Regions from separate parts of the Mus musculus genome. Here region 1 is linked to region 2. Evidence: chromatin contacts called from public promoter capture Hi-C data. All regions are on one chromosome and are shown on one strand. The core of a region is the stretch at or near the end of the contact, and the rest is flanking DNA. Distances in the headings are between cores, read along the strand shown. Region 1 has its middle 35 kb from the start of B4galt5. Region 2 overlaps Ptgis (prostaglandin I2 (prostacyclin) synthase).

The links. Promoter capture Hi-C pulls out the DNA fragments that hold promoters and counts their contacts.
Region 1: a promoter capture Hi-C map of trophoblast stem cells shows a contact between it and region 2, with 3 times the contacts expected there. The contact joins two enhancer-like sites. A contact is called at or near these places in 12 of 39 promoter capture datasets (the 3T3-L1 cell line, 3T3-L1-derived adipocytes, the HPC-7 cell line and 9 more), 4 of 484 Hi-C or Micro-C datasets (the G1E-ER4 cell line, Th1 cells, cortical neurons and 1 more), 3 of 115 datasets of contacts at active chromatin or transcription factors (double positive thymocytes, embryonic hindbrain and embryonic stem cells) and 1 of 9 other capture datasets (embryonic stem cells).

The regions. Positions count from the first base shown.
Region 1 is chr2:167,381,944-167,387,371 of GRCm38.p6, forward strand. No RefSeq gene overlaps it. Among named protein-coding and RNA genes, the nearest start is that of B4galt5, 35 kb to the left of the region's middle. Within about 2 kb of position 1,803, at least 106 of the 459 cell types and tissues checked have an H3K27ac peak or open chromatin away from gene starts, as enhancers often do. A contact at or near this core is called in trophoblast stem cells, where this site is marked.
Region 2 is chr2:167,221,809-167,227,795 of GRCm38.p6, forward strand. Ptgis (prostaglandin I2 (prostacyclin) synthase) reads right to left here. Exons shown (of 10, transcript NM_008968.4): 2 at 5,654-5,777; 3 at 3,468-3,646; 4 at 2,177-2,320. Gm52569 (a long non-coding RNA gene) reads left to right here. Exons shown (of 3, transcript XR_003954099.1): 2 at 271-310; 3 at 1,379-1,637. Among named protein-coding and RNA genes, the nearest start is that of Gm52569, 3.4 kb to the left of the region's middle. Within about 2 kb of position 3,008, at least 11 of the 459 cell types and tissues checked have an H3K27ac peak or open chromatin away from gene starts, as enhancers often do. A contact at or near this core is called in trophoblast stem cells, where this site is marked.

The DNA of each region.
Region 1 (5,428 bases), core at 553-3,052, 160 kb after region 2:
GGTTAAAATGCCATGTATGCACGGGCTTTCCAGAGGCACCCACACTTCCTTGTATAAGCCAGTGCATACCTGGCCCCGTAAAAGATGTGTCTTGTTTTAGATGTAAGGGACATTATTTTTCCTTAAAAACAATAATACCTCCTAAATTGGGCAGGGTAGCGCATTTGCACTCTGTTGCCCAAAGATAGCTTCTACCTCATCTACTTTATCTGAGTTTTCAACTCTGGGGAAGCAGATTTATAAAACAAATGCCCATAGCCTGTGTTGTGAAGCATACCTGTCATCTGGCACTTAGGAGGAAGGCACAGGGAGAGCTAGCATTCAGGCTAGCCTGGGCTACGTAACAAGACCTTATCTCTACGGAAAGAAAAGAGACAGAAAGGGAGAAGGGGAGGGAGTGGAAGCTAGGGAGCCAGCTCAGTGGGGAAGACCCTGGCTGTGCAAGCGCGTATACCTGAGTTCAAATTCCCAGCACACAATTCAAAAGCTGGCAATGGCCATGACCTCAGTTCTGGGCAGAGCAGAGACAGGGGGATTCTGGGGACTTAGTGGCTGCCAGCCTAGGCCCAGGTTCAGTGAGAGACTGTTTCGAAAGAGTGACAGTGCAGGACACCCCATTTCCTCCTCTGGCCGTGCTCAGAAGTGGTCAGATGCACTTACACAAACAAGCATGCACCCACACAGATGTACACACACGCCACGTGCACATATGCATGCACATGCCACATGCACGCAGGAGCAAAGATAGATAGATAGATAGATAGATAGATAGATAGATAGATAGATAGGCCTAAGTCCTGTCCCCAAAGCTTATGGCTGTGTGAGCCATCAGGCTGGTGCTGAGACTCTAACTTTTGAAGCATGCCCTTCCAACCCCCTGTCCATTAACATTTAAGTTTAAAGTGGCAGCAAGGATGGCTGTGAATTCTACCTAAGAGTAGGGGAGGGGGAGCAAAATAAAGGGCTGCTCTCTCCTTCCAGAGCACAGCCTCCCTCTCCTCAAACCTGGGGAAGGAGGACTTCTCATTCTTCCCAAAGACCCGGGAGCTGAGAAAGTAGAAGGCCGTGTGTCTGTCTAGGGATCACTTCACACCGTCCTCCCTCTCCTGGCTGCTAGGAGTTTCCAAAACAACAGAAGAAGCTAAAGGTGAGGCAGAATCACTCCCCAATTCAGAGACTGAAAAACCCACAGCTTCATGAGCAAGTAGGGGAGACAGGCCCGGGGACAGAAGAAAACAGATGGCTCTTAGCCCTCACCTCAGAAGGGAAGTTGAATTCTGGGTACGTAGTCTACGACAAGAGCCACCAAGAGCTGCTATCTCTTCTTCATCTCAGCACAGCCTCTTCTCTAGCTACAGGCCGGTGGACCTCTGTGTTCTAGCCAACATCCTAAACTCACTGTCATCTCCCCCAAGATGTTTATAGATGGAAACGATCATGTTAGCAAGGGGGGCGGGGAATGAAAGACGGCAGGAGGGGGAAACGACCATGTTAGCGGGGGTGGGGGGGGGGATGAAAGAAGGCAGGAGGGAGAAGAAAATGAAGATGCTTTAATGCTAGCACTCAGAAGGCTGAAAGTTCAAGGCCAGCCTGCAATACACAGCGAGTTCCTGTCAGCCAGAGCTACACAGTAAGACCCTGTCTAAAATATAAAGTCGCCTAGCACCCGAAGGAACTAGAAGACCAGCTAACTCCATACAAATTTAGCAAAAGAAATGATATCATACATTAGGTCATGGCAACCACAGGCCACCAGCCAGCAGGAACCAGTGGGCAGCCGCTGTCTACTAACGTCTCCAGAGCACGTCGACTTTGGTAGCAGGAGCGAACCTTCTGGTCATATCTGACCTGCTGTTCAGCAAAAGCCCCATGAGTCATTCCCCAAGGTCCCTGGGGAGGAAAAGGCATCAGATAAGGGACCCGTTCTGGGAAGATTTAAAACCTTGGCGCGTGGCCCTGGTTTCCGGGGAAAGTTATTGGCCTTCTAGGTGGGGTCACCTTGAACGCTCTGCCCCGTAGTCTCTTAATCATTCATTCACAGCTATTTATAGGTGTAGCATAATTCATTCATCCATCCGACACGTGATTCTTAGGAGGGGCAAAGTGACTTGCTTCATTTTCTAGTACAACCCAGGCTCTTCAGCTTGGTCTGTTTTCTGTAGTCACAGCTCCTAGTAGCCAACCGTCATCCAACGATATCAGACGGAAAATCCCGGAAATAAACAGTTCTTGAGCTTAATTTAGTTTGTGACCAAGTCTCTAACTACACCGTCCTACCTTGCTGGGAATTCACTGTATAGACCCAGCTAACCTCAGACTTACGGAGACCCACCCGCCTCTGCCTCCCGAGTGCCAGGACAGGTGCAATCCACATCAGGCCACAAGTTATAAGTTTTTTTTTCCCCCGTTTTTCCAGACAGGGTCTCTCTGTATAGCCCTGGCTGTCCTGGACTTTGCTCTGTAGAGCAGGCTGGCCTCTCTCTGCATCCCCAGTGCTAGGATTGAAGGTGGGTGCTACTACAGCCTGGCTCACAATAAGATTGAAAACGAGCACCATTGTCAAATAGCATGCTGATGTTTGGGATCTGTCTAGCACCATCTCCGTAGGAGGCCGCTCCTCCTCATGAGCAGGTGGCCTGCTGTACTACACATACCTACATAACATACTGCATACATTGCCCGTGGTCCTGTTCTAGGGGTGACTTAGGGACCATCTTGGGTACAGACCGACTCCTGGAGTCCCAGGCTGTTCTTAAGATCATTCTCCTCTGGGGTTTGCTCCCTTAGTGCCGCGCGGGGTCAGCAAAACGGACGAGAGGGCAGAGTGGTGTCTGTGGCTTCAGTGTCCATGAGGATTTTGCCACACGTGCCCCTCCCCCTGCCTGAATAAAAGCAGCTCATCTATAGACTTCTGTATGGTCAGCATGCATTAATATAGTCAATACTGCGCTTTGGTTGATAAGTGAGGTGTGTGTGTGGGGGGGCTAGAGGTTGATGTCTGGTGTCTTCCTTATTACTTCTCCACAAAATTATTACCATTACCCCACCACCATCATCATCACCACCACTATCATCACCATCATCATCACCACCATCAGCAGCATCACCACATTTTTTTGTTTTTTTTTCTGGTTTGTTTTGTTTTGCTTTTTGAGACAGGGTTTCTCTGTGTAGCCCTGGATGTCCTGGAACTCACTCTGTAGACCAGGCTGGCCTCGAACTCAGAAATCCACCTGCCTCTGCCTCCCCAGTGCTGGGATTAAAGGCATGTGCCACCACACCCAGCTATTTTTTTGGTTTTTATTTTGTTTTTCTTTTTACACGGTGGGTCTTGAACCCAGGGTCTTGGGCATAGTAAACATATGTTTTGCCACGGAGCCACAGCCCACTCCTTGATTGTTATTAGCAAGGTGTAAGTAACGGTGTGTGAAGTGAATTCCGCAATGTGTGAAGTGAATTCCCGCGGGATGCCTGAGGGACTCTGCTCAGGATTTCCTTGTGTCTCCAGATACACCGGCCATAAAGTCATGAAACTGATTTGTTTGCATAAGACTCCCACAGACTAAGCTACAGTTTTTCAAAAAGAGAACTGTAGCAGGGCTTTTGGCTACTTTGTGGGTTCCCCTTTTCTCCCTCCCTGCTCAGGACCCCAGGTAGGTGGGGTTGGAGGCTCCTGTTGGTCAGTGAGTTTAGGTAGTAACAGACTACCGACCAACCAGGTAAATAAACAGAGTGAGGTATTTTTTCTTTAGGGAAATCCCCGAGTAAATCAGTGTTTAGCACAACTGGGTCCAAGGACTCTGCAGACATCTCTCTGCTGAGACAGCCTAGCACTGCTCGCTGCACAGACCTGACCGCCTAAGCTCATCCCAGGACTCACAAGGGAACAATGGGCACCCACAAGCAGTCCGACGACCTCAACACATGCATCATGGCACAAGTCCACACACACACACCATACACATGCTATACATACATACACACACATAAACACCACACACACACACACACACGCTACACCACACCACACACCATACACATATATATACCCACAAACACCACACACATATACATACCACACATACATACACACACACACCATACATACATACACACACCACCATACACATACATACACACCATACACATATACACGTACATACACACACACACCACACACACACATATATACATACATACATACACACACACACCATACACATGTCACAGATACATTCACACACATAAACACCACACACATACACTACACCACACCACATACATGCACATACCACACATACATACACACACCACACACACACCACAATACATACATACACACCACACATACACACACACACACACATACCACACATACACACACACACATCTTAAGACCCCTCTCTCCATCTCTTCAATCACTCCTTAGCTCTGCTTTTCTCTGCTTGGATTCCTTTTCGCTCATTCAAGCTTTCTCTACACAGGTGACAGTGACTGTGATGGTGATGTCATGCTTAGTGCCAGGTCCAGGCTAGCTCCATTTACCCTTCTTGAGTGGTGGTGAGTGTCCTCTATAAGTTCCAGTGTGGCTCAATTCCAAGGGAGGTCCTGTTTCTCGGCATATCCAGCAAAAATCCCCAAAATGGGTCTAACTGGTCCAGCTGGGCCAGAAGCTGATCCAAGAACCAATGTCAACAGCCAGGGAATTTCCCAAAACCATGGCTCTGGCCTGGGGATCAGCTGCAGCTGGAGTTTAGTGGGCAGGCTGCTTGTCCAGCGAGTGGGAGGCCCAAGGCTTGATTCCCAGGACCGCATGTAAGTGGACATGATTCTGTCCACTATGTCCAGCTATGACCTGGCACTCAAGAGGAAGAAGCACCAAAGTCAGAAATTCAAGGTTCGAGGCCAGCCTGAGCAACAAAGCAAATGGGGGAGGGGATGGCTGTCTTCTGAGATCTGTCATATAAGCAAGGCAGAAGAAAGAGAGAGAGAGATCCACAGAGAAGATGGGCTTAAAATTGAAAACTCCAGGAGAGCTGGACTTGGTAAGGTGGGGGTTGGGAGGGACCAGAGAGGGCACAGTGGGGGACAAGGGTCTTCTAGCAAATGCAAGTGTTTGCTGGGGCAGTGGAAGAGAAACAGGAGGTGCAGTGGAGGAGGCTCCCAGGACCCTGAGGCTCCCTTCCCCTCCCCAGAGCCCTGACTCAGTCATGGGGTTTTACTCTCCTGGTCCAGACATGGCTCCGGGCCCAGCAATGTCAGGCCTTGTCATCCACTGATCCAGACCACAGCTCTGGAATGTCAGCTGATGCCACACACTGAGCCACCGATCTTCTGGGATTGCTCAGGGGAAGGTCTCCCAGCTTGAAATGGGGCAGCCATCGTCAAAAGCTTTGCTGCGCTTGTGTGGCTCCCAGGCACGCAGGTG
Region 2 (5,987 bases), core at 1,758-4,257:
ACATGGATGGATGCAGAGGTGTGGATGGGTGGGTGGATAAATGGGTGGATGCAGAGATGTGAAGGGGGTGGGGGGTGGATGGATGGGTAGATGAATGGATGAGAGTGGGTGGATGTGGATGGGGTGTGTGGGTGGTAGGGTGACTGGAAAGATGGATATACAAATAGAACACACTCCTGAGGACTCTGGTGACAAGCCATCACAAGCCTGTCTACCAAGAGCCATGCAGGCCACCATCACAACCCACCTGCACCCCACTTCCCTCTCCAGCCCAGCCCAGTGTCTGTGCCCCTGGAAACGAACCCTCAAGGTAGGAGACTCACTCCTGCTCTCTCCTCTGGGCTAACAAGAAACCCGCTTCCCCTAGGAACAGTTAGGGCTCAGAGGCCAAGCTCAGCCTTCCTTCCCTGTACCTCATCCTCAGCCTGAAAGATTCCTTTCTTCCCCTCTTCTAACTCTGGGCAGACGTGGGGACGCACTTATAATAGTCAGCTCCCCTACCAGCGTACATGGATCCAGGTGGCCAGTAGGTGGCACTCTGTGCCATAAACTAAAACGGAGCTGACAGAAAACCCACAGCTCCCAGAAGGTGGAGTTAGTGGCCTAGAGACTATGTAGCAAGCTTTCCCGGGAGGAAACCCAACTACCTGGGCCCTGGAAAGGAGCCCTCTGCTCAGGGTGAAGTGAGTTGCCAGAGAGCCAAGGAGGCCAGAGTGGAGCTTAGGACGCCACTTTGAGGGAGGGCCACCACAGGACATATTGGGTCATATGGACTGTCACCTCCTATCTGCCTTTCTGAATGTTACATACTTTCCTAGTTCAGGTAACTGCAGTGTCCCAGCACAAAGGTAGAGGCAGGAACTCAGGCCAGGCCCAGGCCCCGCGGGACGCCTATGCTGGTGACAACCAGCCCTTTCCTAAGGCCCCCTACCTCCCTTCCGTAGACCCTATACATCCTCACCTGATAAAAGCCTTCAGTAGGTCCTGCCAACCGTGTATTCTTGCCCTCTTAGGGTCCAGGCTATCACTACGACTCACAGATAGTTGGTGCCCCTGCCTGGTTCTCACCTACAGATGTCCTCTACATAGAAACATAAACTAGATTGCATTGGGGCCCCTTCGTAAGTCCCTAAAGTCACCATCCAGCTGAGCCTACATTCCAAAGCCTTCCTCCGGGCTGAGAGGCCGACTTCTGCAGACATCTCTACCTGCTCTCTCCTCTGCCACTTCCCAGCTTTGCTCTCGCCACCCTGGCTTCTTCCCACACCAGGGCCTTGCCCGTGATGTTTCCTCACTAAAGTCTTGGCACAGCCGGCGCCCCATAGCCCTGTGGCTGAAAGCCCCCAGATGCCCCATTTCTGGGTCTCTGCCTTCTCAGGCATCAGGAACGCACCTGCTGTGGCCCCTGCTGTTTCCTGTGGGACCATTGAAGACGCTGCACAGCTGAAGAAGCTGCACTTTGCTGCACTGTTTTTACTACAGTTATGAGGTCCGACCTCAGGTCGAGCTCCCTGGTGAGTCTCCCAAGCAGCACTGCTAGCCAGAGTCTAAGCCACAGCACAGATGCTGTGATGCTCAGCTAGAGGACTGTGCTGGCTGGTTTTGTGTGTCAACATGACACAAGCTGGAGTTATCACAGAGAAAGGAGCCTCCTTTGAGGAAATGCCTTCATGAGATTCAGCTGTAAGGCATTTTCTCAATGAGGGGAGGGCCCGGCCCATTGTGGGTGGTACCATCCATGAGCTGGTAGTCTTGGGTTCTATAAGAAAGGAGGCTGAGCAAGCCAGGGGAAGCAAGTCAGTAAGTAACATCCCTCCGTGGCCTCTGCATCAGCTCCTGCTTCCTGACCTGCTTGAGTTCCAGTCCTGACTTCCTCTGGTGATGAACAGCAATGTGGAAGTGTAAGCTGAATAAACCTTTTCCTCCCCAACTTGCTTCTTGGTCATGATGCTTTGTGCAGGAATGGAAACCGTGACTAAGACAAGGACTCTCGCTTTGGAGGACACTCAGACACTCGACACCCTTTGACAGTTAACATCTGGTTTATAGCTCAAGTTGTGTGAAGTGAATTCGGGGTTCCACCTGAACCACCTCCCTCCTTTGAGCATCTCCCACAGTGTCCCCACCCACAGGGTAGCCCCCAGTTCCCTCAGCCATGACAAGATTGTGGGCTCACCTGAGCAGGGCGTTGTAGGAGAACTCAAGGAGACCTGTCTCCTGCCAGCCACTGCCTGCTTCTGTGGAGTCACCCAGCAGGACCGTGCGAAGGTTGGTATACATGGCTTCTGTGAGCGCCTGCAGGTCTCTGTGCATGAGCGTCCTGCGACCAGCCACAGAAGATAGGTATTTGCCACTTAATATACTCAAAAAAGATCGCATGCACGCCGAAGGAATAACAGTTACCACTGGGACAGTTTTATAGTGGAGAAACTCGCATACAAAGAGCAGTGTCAGGACAAGGCAACATAGGCAGGGAAGGGCACAGCTGAGGCTCCAATACTGGATGGCCTCACCCTACATCATGAGCTCCTGGCCAAGACAGTCTGTCCTTGCCTGGTGCGCAGACTTGGACAAGGAACCCACAGGCTTCTAGACAACTATGAAGTCAGCGCCTCCTCTGTGAAATCCAGCAGAGGGCTGGTAATACAATTCCAGATGGACAGGCATGGGACAAAGACTGGGCTGCTGACCCAGTCTCCCCATGTGGACCTGGGATGCATGGGGCCAGGGTGAGGGGGGTCCTGGACCGCCGTCATGCTGACCTAAGCCTGGTGAGCTGCTCAGAGCCAAGGGTCAGAGGTGGTCTGTCGACATGTAAGGCTCCATCGAAGCCACCAACAGCAGTGAGTTACTGGAGTGTCTAAGTGCCCGTGGAACCTAGTGTGGCAACACAAATCGGCAGGTGTGAGCCAGGCAGCGAGTCTAGTTGCAATGGTTTCTTAATCGTCTCTCCTAGACAGTGGCCTCAGGGCTGGGCAGGAGAGTTATACAGCAACTTGACCCAGGCTAAGTCATCGGAGAGGAGGGAACTGTGACTAAGAAAATGTCTCCATAAGATCCAGCTGTAAGCAAGCCTGTAGGGCAATTTTCTTAATTAGCGATTGATCGGGGAGGACACAGCGCATTGTGGGTGGTGCTACCCTGGGCTGATGGCCCTGGGTTCTATGAAAAAGCAGGCTGAGCAAGCCATAGGAAGCAAGCCAGAAAGCAGTATCCCTCCACGGCCTCTGCATCAGCTCCTGCCTCCAGGGTTCTGCCCTGTTTGAGGTCATGTCCTGACTTCCTTCAGTGACGAAGAGCAATGTGGAAGTATACGGCCAAACAAACACTTCCCTTCGAAACTTGCTTTCGGTCATGGTATTTTATTGCAGCAATAGTAACCATGACTATGACAGGGGCCAAGGACAGCAGGATGTGGGGTTGAAGCCCCTACCCAGGCCCGCCCACAGGCCCATCTCAGCACTCACGGCTTCATCCTGGCCTTCTCCTCACTGGGGTTGAAATTTGGAAGCTGCAGATCAAAAATCCTCTCCATGAGGAAGATGGCATAGGGATGGAAGTCCAGCCGTGTACGCAGCTCCCACACCACTGTGTCGTAAGAGTGTGGGTCCAGGAGAACAGTGACGTATCTGCCCCCCACCAGCACCTGTTGGAGGAGTGGGTGAATGGCAGCCCTCTGCATTCAGGATTCTGTCAGGAAGCATGGGCACAACAGGCACTGGCCAGCAGCAGACTGGCTCACCCCTCCCATCCTTTGAGCTAGGATCTGCCACTCACCCATCTACCACTGCAAAATTTAGGCTGGGACATGGACAACATGCCCCAAAACTCCTTGCTGAAACATATCAGAGCTAAGACTGGTCAAAACCTTCTAAAAGCAAAGGTTGTAGCCAGGCCTATAATCACAGAAAGCCTGAGGCAGAAGGATGCCGGGTTCGAGGGCTGACTGAATTACAGAGAGTTCAAGGCCAAGCCAGGTAAAAATAGTAATATCCTGTCTCCAGATAAGAAGGGAGAAGGGGGCTGGGGTACGAAAGTGAAAAATGATGTGGTCCTTGCCTAGCATGCATGATGTCCTGAGTTCGATCCCCTGTACCACAAGGAAAAGGATGAGCAGATGGACAGACATTGCTGGGTAAATGCCAGTAGACTGTAGGTGAGAGTGCGGCTGGAGTAGATGAAGGATGGGTGAGGAGGTGGACGGGTAAATGCCAGCACTGACCGTAAATGAGTTGGGTGCATGGATAAAGATGGAGGAAGAAGACATAAACTGAAGGAAAGATGGCTGGGTAGCTAGGTGGAAAATAGGTAGGCAAGAGGAAGGAAGGAAGGGAAGGGAGGTGTTAGGTGGAGAGTGTCAGGTGGGGAACAGAAGGACACATTGACAGATCTGTTAGATACGTGGCTGCAGGTTAAAATGTTGGGGACATGGGTGACAAGATGCTAAGTAGACCAAACAACAGCCTGAAGCGTGAACACTGGAGGCCCAGGAGCTGGAAGCACTCAAGAACAAGGTGTGATTGAACAGTCCTGAAGACATAGATGGGTGATGGATGAGAGAGTAGGTGAGTAGGGAGATGTATGGGTGGGTGCGTGGGTAGGTGTGTCTATGGGTTGATGGGTGGGTGCATGTGTGGGTGGGTAGGTGAATGTATGGATGGATAGGTGGGTGAATGGGTAGATGGGTGGGTGGATGGGTAGGTAGGTGGGTGGATAAGTAGATGGATGGGTGATGGGTTAGTAGTGAGTGGATGACTGGGTGGGTAAGTGGGTGGATGGGTGGGTGGATGGGTGGGAGGGTAGATGATTGGTTGGTTGGGAGGTGGGTGAGTGAGTGGGGAGATGAGTGGATGACTAGGTGGGTAGGTGGATAAATACAGAAGTAGATGTGCAGAGAGCAGACCAGTCAGGTGCTGAGTGGAGAGAAGGTGAGCGTTGGCTGGGCTGTGGTAGATGGAGATAGATGTGGAAGATGAATGGAGGGATGTCAGAGGAATTGGAATCTAGAGATGGAAGCTGGATGGCGCTGGGCGAATGAGTGGAGAATGCTGGGTGAGCTTTGATAGGTAGATAGAGGCTGGAGTGCAGTTCAGAAGAACACTGGCTACTCTTCCAAAGGAACTGAGTTCAGCTTCCAGCACTCTATGGTGTCTCACAACCAGCTGTAAGGCCAGCTCTAGGGGGTCTGTCACTTTCATCAGCCTCTGGGCTCCTGCATAGATGTCATAAATACACACGTGCACACAGATACACACATGTATACATGAATAAAATTTAATCTTAAAAAAGATAGATAAAAAAAGCTTTTTTAAAGAGACTAGATAGATGATAGAAAGACAGACATATTGGGTGAATATACAGAAAGACAGATGGATAAATGGGTGAGTGAAAGCGTATTTAATCTTAATTGACAAGCCGATTACATCTTAAATACTGATGTCCGTCCCTGGGTGTGCTTGCCAGGGCACACCCTTAGAGCACAGAGCTCTGCTGATCACTGGTCCATGGTATGCGCAGTTGGACAGACAGAGGGACAGTCAGCCTCCCCTGGATAGGTATAAGTGGATGGGTCAGTATGTGGGTAGATGTTGGAGGAGTGGCTGGCCCCAATGATGAGCAGCCACTTACCCCTGTCCCTCCTAGAGATACTCACAGTAAATATGTCACCGTGCTTTTCCTTCATCCTGGTAAGGAAGCTGGCAGCATCTCTCCCAAACTCCAAGGCATGGCCCAGCCAGGGGATGCTGCCCAGGTCCAACGGAGGCTCACCAGGTCTCCTGCAGAAGCCACAGCACTTAGCATCATGTGATGAAGCAAGGGAGGGAACGGAGAGCAGAAGCCATGGGGAAGTCAGAGTAGGCTGAAAGCTGGAGGTGGAAGGGGACGGATGGCTTCTGAAGGAAGAGCTTCCCAGCAAGAGGGAAGAGCAAGAGCAAAGGCCCTGGGGTTGGTGTTATGGGCTCAAAGGACAGTATAGAAGTGAGTGG